2 separate regions of the Sparus aurata genome follow, and region 2 is linked to region 1. A link is a contact called in public Hi-C data. All regions are on one chromosome and are shown on one strand. Each heading gives the region's core, a stretch centred on a gene start, on an enhancer-like site or on the middle of the called end of the contact. The rest is flanking DNA. Distances are from core to core; before and after follow the strand shown.

Region 1 (4,211 bases), core at 780-3,279:
CGGCAGCAGGATGAACAGACTGTGGTCAAGGTGGGTGTTTTTTCTTCTAAGCATCCTTCCGGCTTAATGCAATAAACATCCAGCTTCACCGATCCTGCTGATGCTCTGTGGACGGGTACCACTGATGTACTGGGCAGTTTGTAATCACCCGCTGTAGAGCCTTCCTGTCCTGGGCCGTGCACGAACCGAGCAAATTTGTGGCGTTTCCGGTCGGGATGCTTTCTGTTGCCGATTCAGAGTCTCGTGGAAAGTCATGATTACAAGATCAAAATCCATAATTATCAAGTTCAAGTTACTTTATTAGTACCCAGAGGTAGATTTTGTTTGCAGTAGTAGAGTCCTCATACACACATATGGGAAAACATAGAGACACAATCACACATCATCCAACTAAGGACAGTGGAAGTAAAAAAAATTTTTAAAAAAAAGGCAAATTAAGAATTTCTTCAAAGTTTTTAAAAAGTTCTTACAGGTCCAAATCATTCTAAGATATTGAAATTGAACTGAACAACTAATAGTAAAAAGAAAAATGTACAAAATTAATCAATAAATATGATTTAGAAACAGATATAATGGGTAAACATAAATAGATAAGTGAAATAAAATAAATACAGCAATGAGTAAATAAGTAAAAGCAGCAATAATTAATCATTTGTGCAAAATAAAGTTATTACTTATTCTTCTTCTATTTTGTTTTGCACTTAGGGATTGTAAACCTGCACCCAGAGGGGAGAAGCTGAAACTCATTGTGCAATGAGTGGGAACTGCCCTTTAAAATTGGACAACATATGCTTTGCAGTTGTTTTGTCTCCACGTTGAGCTGTGGCTCACTAACCAGCCTGCTGGACCACTTTACCATCCGGTTAACTGAGTTTTTATTTTCCAAAGAGAGGTTCCCAAACCAGGCTGCTAGTGTAAATAACAGAGATGTAAAGATGTCAAGTCGAGACTATTAGATAAAAAGTCATAAGTTTGAGATTTTGAGAGATGCAAACACCATAGTTATGAGATAAAAAGTCAACATTTATCTCCTAATGTTGACTCTTTCTCTTATAAGCACGGTGGTGAGGTGGTTACTGCTGTAAAAAGGACCTTGGTGTTGAGACCTGGCTGCTGCAGAGAGCCCTTCTGTGCAGAATCTGCATGCTCTGCCCGTGTCTGCGGAGGTTTTCTCCAGGTCCATGCAAAGACATGCAAAAAAGAGTCAGGTGAATCTGTTGTCTGTAGGTGTGAATGTGAGCATGAATGGTTGTTTGTCCCTGTATGTCAGCCAGGTATGTGAACAGGTTGTACCTCAGGTTGTCAGCTGGGTCAGGCGGTTTCAGATAATGGAAGGATTTTATAATCATGATTGACCATGATTTTTTCATCAAGCTTAGTTTTCTTTTTCTTTGCTATTTGTGAGAAAAGTAGATTTTTGAGTCTCATTCCCAACTTGTCAAAAAACTGACCTTAAGTACAGCGGCTGACGATCCTACGATCCCTGCAATCATTTAGGAACATTTAGTCAGAAATCAGACCCAAAGAAATCAACTTTTGTTACAAATCGCACCTTTAAATGGCAGAAATCTGCCTCCAAATCATTTGACCTATTTTTTCCAGATAGAAAATGTCGTATTTCAATCTAAAAATACTTTGAAAAACCTCATTAAAATACCAGTTTTTATTGTTTTAGACTTTAAATCTCATGATCATGTCCCAACAGTTCCCTTATTGTCTCTGCAGTGTATTCTAACACATCCTCCCGGTGCGCTCTGCTCCACGCTGTTATCACTCTGCGCCGCAGCTGAAGCAGCCACTGCCTCTCGTGGCTGCGATCAAATTAACCATGACGTCAGCTGAGCCGAAGTGAGTGCGTGCGGTGCAGCACGCAGTCAGTGAGGCACGAACTGCAACTCCCATGTAGCTTTGCAGCATCACAAAACTACATATCCCACCGCCACCCGCGTTACGCGTGCGCAACGGAGCCAAAGCTTAAAAATAAACTACAAATTAGCGGCGATAGGACTACACATTTTCGGGGACATGCGCAGAAGCGCGCCCGAGTCCCTTTAAATGTACTGTACGTGCAAAGATGGCAGCTCGGGTCGACCTGCTCCGTGCCAAAGTAGAAGAAGAGCGGCTGAGGGAGAGTCTGGACCGCTTCATCCAGGAGAGGAAGAAGAAGAAGAGCAGGGAGCTGTCGCCGCCGGCTGACAAGCGGGAGAGGTGTGAGAAGGAGGCGAAGAAAGTGAAGCTCCATCACCACCACCACCACCAACAACAACAACACCACCAACACCAACACGCCGAGCACCGGGCGCACCAGCTGCAGCAGAATCCCAAACCCCACAACTTCAGCGCAGGTAAACATGTCCTGCACAGCCACAAACACAGCCACCACCACCACCACCATCACCACCACCACAGCATCAGCAACGGTGCGAAGAAGAGCCTGCAGCCGTCTCTGCCTCCTCCACCACCACCAACACCACCACCTCCTCCACCACCTCCTCCTCCTCCTCCTCCTCAGCGGAAGGTACCAGAGCAGCTGCAGAAGAAGCGAGCGGTGCCTCCGGAGCCTCCTGCGCTCTTCACTTTCACGCCTCTCAACATGGTCAAGGCCAAAGCTCCGGAGTTCAAGGAGAAGCACCGGGAGAAAGACGTGAAGCTCAAGCTCAAGAAGGAGAACACCGAGGCGAACGTGAAGCACGCCGAGCTGAAGAAAAACAAGGGTGAGTGTCGTGAACACAGCAGGGACCCCACAAGTCATGAACCATCCTCAATCATCATGGATGTCATTGATTTATTTTATTTTTTTTAAGACAAATGATGACATCAGCTTAAAAACTTGCAGTGAAAAGATGAATCTTCCATCTGTCTATGAATCACAGGAGATCTGAACATCTGGTATGGACTCCACAAGTGTGATGATTCATGTTATTCCAGCATGATTCCGCGTGTGTCATAAAGCTTCCTGTGTGGTCACATATGTCAAGGAAAGTCCATGACAGCCAGGACAGACAGACAGACAGGAAGTAGTTCATGCAGTGAGGGGTCATTGTGACATCACACCTGAACCTCAGCGCCATTCAACCTTTATGGGGTCACTCATGGGTTCCAGTACGCAGACTACCGTACTATTTAGTGTGCAAGAAACAGACTTGTATGTCCCAGAGTGAGGGGTGAAGTATGTGAAATGCAGTGTGACCCACAATCCTCTTTCAGGAGGATTGTGGGTCATCCTGGTGAAGGTGTGTTTCATTGCTGATGGAGCAGAAACACCTGACTGACAGCATTGACAGGTGGAGCATGTTTAAGTTAAAATACTGCGTTGTTTGTACTCCAAAGCTAAAGCTGAGGCAGATACAGAGGCGGAGCAGGAGGGTTAAAGATCAAGACGCACCGCTGATGCCTCACAAAGCGTCCTGTGACATCACGGGAACCTCTTTGCAACGCTGTCGCATCATGCTGGGACAAAATGAGTCAGAACGGTTTTTCACAAGCTTGTGGAGTCCATGCCAGCTGGATGGAGTGCGTGCTGTCATCGAAGCAGAAGGGGGGGAAATCCCAAATACTAAGAATTTTCATTCAACCTTTCACTCCAACTGTTAAAGCTGCTGTAAGCGTGGTCGTCGTTACAGTTAACTTCCTGTTCTCCGGTTTGTGAGGCAGCTGTGTTTCTTCTCTTTAAGCGTTTTTTTCATCGCTCGGCCTGTTTCGTAGTGTGAGCCGTAACCGGGAGCGTTGGAATAACCAGCTGTTGCCGGTTCCACCACTGTCAGAACAGCAGGAGCCTGCTCTCTACATGCAGACAACACGCTCTCTTCATGCAGTCCAGGGATACCAGAAAATGTTTTTAATCTCAACATACTGTTGGAATACAGAGCTAGTTAACACTCATTTTTCATAAGAATGTCATAAAGTACAGCAGCTTTAAGCTCCTGTTATGATAAATTACAGTATTCAAAATAAGTATTTTGACTTTCTGACCCTTCAGTGTATGTTTTCTCTTTGTCTTTCAAATATCTTGCAACTTATGCTGCATAAGTCTGCAGGATATTTAAATGTTCCACTCACTAGAGTATAGTATGATACTGCCTATATTTAATTTATGAATTATGCATTGTTTAGAAAATAATCAAATGTAGTGTCTCTCGTTTCTTGAAAATTCCAATGTTGATGTATCGGCACATTATTTGCAATGATCCATCAAGTGCGGTTGTCAAACA
Region 2 (4,211 bases), core at 860-3,359, 130 kb before region 1:
AGAACAGTTCATTATTGTTCAATGGTGGCATCGGATTCATTACAAAGTTCTCGGATTTCACAAAGTGATACAGTAAATATGTTTTCATAAATAAGTTAAAGGTGCAGTATGTAAGAATTGGCCACCTGTCAAATTCTTTCTCCAAAAAAAAAGGAGGCGGAAATGTCACCAGAATAACAACTTAAAGCTGCCGTTAGCTGGTTAGCTCAATTAGCCGTGCAGCTAGCGGTCCTGAGTCGGAGCTCTGGGGAAGTGTTGGTGTTTACACTGCGAGCAGAGGAGCTTTGGACCGGGACATTCTGAGGCTAACTGCTTAGCAAGCGTCATAATGATGAAACTGTTATTACTTTACATTCTGTCTTTTAAGCTAACTATTGCACCTTTAATGCAGTTTATTTGTTTATGTGATTACACAAGGACTAATAATATCTTTATATCTTTGCTGTCCTTGAATATAAGAAATGAATGTATAGATATATCCGTCCTAATTGCACCGATGATCTAGACGATAGTTGCTACCTGCTTTCTTCTCTTCTCTCAAATCGGTATTTTCTAAATCCTATTTTAGGGATTTATTTTGGTTTACACCAGTGGCGGTTCTAGACCAGTTTTAATAGGGGGGCCAGGTTGGGGCTGGCTTTTTTGTTAGGGGGCACATACAACCCGGAAAGAAAGGACAAATCCTTCATTCAGACAAAACAGTGTTTACAATTTCAGCAATTTTGATTGGGTAGTAAACTGCTGAGACACTTTATTTCTGCCTTTCCCTTCAGAACAAAATCATTGGAAGAAATCTGTCATGGTGTTATTAATGCAGACACCCTGTCAGGGGGGCCACAGGGGGGTCCAGACTCAGAGTTACGGGGGCACTGGCCCCTGTTGGCCCCCCCCCCTAGAACCGCCCCTGGTTTACACAGAACACACAAGCCTGAAACACACTCTTATCCACGTGCATGAATGTGGAGAGAGAGAGAAGTCAGAGGGAGGGAGCTGCCCTGTGAGCAGTTACAGGGTTTGGGTGCCTTTCCCAAGGGCAGTCCGCCCCTGACTGGTCCGAACGGGTCTTGAGCCGGTTCCCCAAGCCAAGTCCCTACAGACCAGAGCTACTGCTGCTCCCTGATTACATAAGAGTATGAGATTGAGATTGTTTGTTGGGTTATCTTATTGGTTTCTGTATTAAGCGTTCATTTGAATAGCAACATTACAAATGTGCGTTCATTGGATTTTCTGTTCTGTTCCTGTCAGTGCACTTAAACAAGGCAGTGGTTTGGATCTGGTGCTGCTCATTGTTATGATTGTATGTGTAAATACAGATTCTTCCAATTTGTTCTTAATGAAGTTTTGTTGATGAACATTACTGAGACCCCGGGAGGATTAGCTGCTGTTTTAATACTTTAGTTAATGACGTGTGATGTTTTGTTGATGAACTCGGCTCCGGCTCACCAGACGATGAACGGAACCGCAAACCAGCTGTTGCAAAAAAAAAAAAAACAGAAACACACAAGAGGTGTGAGTAAAAAACGATCAAATGTTGCCTGTTTTTAATACTTCAAACACAAAGCCTCTGTGTATCTGCGTGCTAGTAGGAAGTGAAATGAATTAGGTGCCAGACTCTGATGTTTCCAACCACAAGGGGGCACAATTGCGCAAGAAATCGCCTCCAACACGTCGCCAACTCTTCAGTCCCGAGCAGGAAAAGGTTGTGGAAAACACTTAATGGACCTGAAACTACAGAATACAACTCAAGAATGACGCAGAGGGTCCACCGCACTGTACAGTGAACACACAGGAACCGGGCGGACCGGATCCAAAAACTGGGGGTCGAACCATCCCGAACTTCTCCTAAACATTTCCCACGTGAAAAATATGAGTCCCAGCGCCGGAACTCCGCCTTGCTGAACACACCATGGAAACAAAATCCAGCGCTTCCCAACCACAGAGGACCCGCCCCCCCACGTCAGTCACCATTGGTTCAGTGGAGAGTCTTCAGGATCGGCCCCCCGGTGTCTGATTGGACAGAAAGCCCCTTCAATCAGGAAAGCAACACGGAAAGAGATCCCACATTATTAAAAAAAAAAAAAAAAAAAAAAAAAAAAAAAGTTGTGGAGTGAAGCCTAATCGGATCACGACTGTTTCATGCAGCTGCGTGTGTTTTTTTAGTTGGGAAAACCAAATCCCCACCACAGCGCGTCTGGAGCCGCCGGGGAAAGAGCGCAGAGCGCGGGACGGGCAGCCGGAGGAGGAGGAGGGCTTCAGCGGCGAGAGGAATCACATAACCCGCCCGGTTCAGAGGAGGGCCAGGTATGTTGTTCCGTTTCCAAGGACTGCCTTTGCTGATGTCACCGCGGAGGAGGGCAGGGAGAGGAGGACAGGTGCGCGCAGTAAAGTTGTCTCTCCTGTAGATGAGGAGCTGTCACGGAGCGGAGACTGACCGCCGATCAGCCTTTTCATGGAAAGCAGTTTTTTTTTTTTTAAGTTTTCACCCCATTCGTACAAACTCTTCTCTGGGCTGTGTCATCGATTGGACTTGATTTTTTCCCCCCCTCCTGAAGTCTCAAGTGGAATATAAACACTCCACGCGTTTTTTTTTGTGTGTGTTTTTTTTTTTGGAAGTGACGGTTTGCGCACGGACTGCGGGGCTCGCAGGATCCGGATCCCGCACTGATAAGAATTTATATTAAAATCTGGGTTTTACAGGCGTGAAGGAAGCTGCTGTTTTTTTTTTGGGTTTGGTGCTGTGGTGAACTGGGGTGTGGGGGATCGAGGCGGCCCCGGCATCGAGAGGCAACACTTTTCCGCTTCAATGCGACACTGACGCAGCCGCTCTCGCATCCCCCGCCTGGTCTCAGACAGGTGATGCTCGAGTGACTCAATGGGAGGATCGATCATCATCATCATCAACAACAACATCGGAGGGAGTTTGATCTGAGAAAAAAAAAACAAAAAAAGAAAAGCTCCACTCCTCCTGGTAATGGAATACAACTCGAGACAGCAGCCCTCAACTTCTCTGAATCTGCGATGATTTCCCCGTGCGTCACTGCGTCTTGAGGATCGGAAGCTGTTTTCTTGTTTGTTGTCGTGGGGTTTTTTTTCTTTACGTTGAAGGACGCTCATTCTTGGACTTCCTCCCCCTCCACCACCTTTTTTTTTTTTTTTTTTTTTTTTTTTCTTACACAAGAGCCACCAACAATGTCCAAGACGCTGAAGAAGAAGAAGCACTGGTCCACCAAAGTACAGGAGTGCACCGTGTCGTGGGGGGGATCCGGGGAGCTGGTCACGGTGGTCGAGGTGCGAGGCGGCGCGGAGCTGGGAGAGTTCCCCCACCTCGGGCACATAGTTTCGGAGGCGCTGGTTTGTCACGCCGGGAGGTTCCCCGGCAGCGGGGACGTGCTGCTGGAGGTGAACGGCACTCCCGTGAGCGGACTGACCAACCGAGACACGCTGGCTGTCATCCGCCACTTTCGGGAGCCCATCCGCATGAAGACTGTGAAACCAGGTGTGTACCCCCCCTCTCCTCTCCTCCCCATCCCCCACCACCCTTCCCTACCCTACCTCTGAAACCTGCCCTGTGTGTGTGATGTGCATTCAAATGATGTGTAACCTGCAGAGAGAAGAAGCCCAGGAACAGGTCTGTGTAGTGGCATGAATGAATAAATGAATCAGAGGGACTCTTTGGGGGGGTACAGCCTCACAGCTGAGCCCCTGTGTGCCTGCAGGGCGGTGTGCAGGAGGCTCAGGTGTGTGTGTGTGTGTGTGTGTGTGTGTGTGTGTGAAAGCCCGTCCACAGGTCAAAATCTGCCTTTCCAGCCGGTTTTGTGTCTGAATCATCTGTCCGCATGTCTCCCCTTCATTCATGCGGACACTCACAGCAGCGTCTGCAGTGCTGCCTGTGCCTCTGCCTCTGCAGCACCATCCGCCACGGTCACGCTTGCTTGTTGGAGCCTTCTCGTCCTACAGAGCCCTGATCTACATCATGCACTACAACACGAGCTGAAGGGGGGGGGGGGGGGGGGGGGGGGGGGGGGGGGGTCTGTGATCTTGTTTGCGTCCACAACGCAGACTTGCCTCAGTGTCGTTTTTGTGATTCTGTGTGCGTGCGTGAGCTCAGCTAAAAGCTTTTGATCGGATTTATGTGTCTGTTATTGTTACTTCCTTCCTTTAAGGGCTCACACACACTAACACTCACTCACGCCCGATGGGTGTGTTGAATG

What was found. A called contact is a pair of places that touch in the nucleus more often than the background predicts.
Region 2: a contact with region 1 is called in a Hi-C map of an unstated tissue, with 7 times the contacts expected there. The contact joins the promoter of magi3a here to the promoter of rsbn1 in region 1. A contact is called at or near these places in 2 of 2 Hi-C or Micro-C datasets (skeletal muscle and an unstated tissue).

What each region holds. Positions count from the first base shown.
Region 1 is chr7:5,747,422-5,751,632 of fSpaAur1.1, reverse strand. rsbn1 (round spermatid basic protein 1) reads left to right here and starts at 2,029. Exons shown (of 7, transcript XM_030421759.1): 1 at 2,029-2,714. The coding sequence starts at 2,075.
Region 2 is chr7:5,881,970-5,886,180 of fSpaAur1.1, reverse strand. magi3a (membrane associated guanylate kinase, WW and PDZ domain containing 3a) reads left to right here and starts at 2,109. Exons shown (of 21, transcript XM_030421753.1): 1 at 2,109-3,496. The coding sequence starts at 3,190.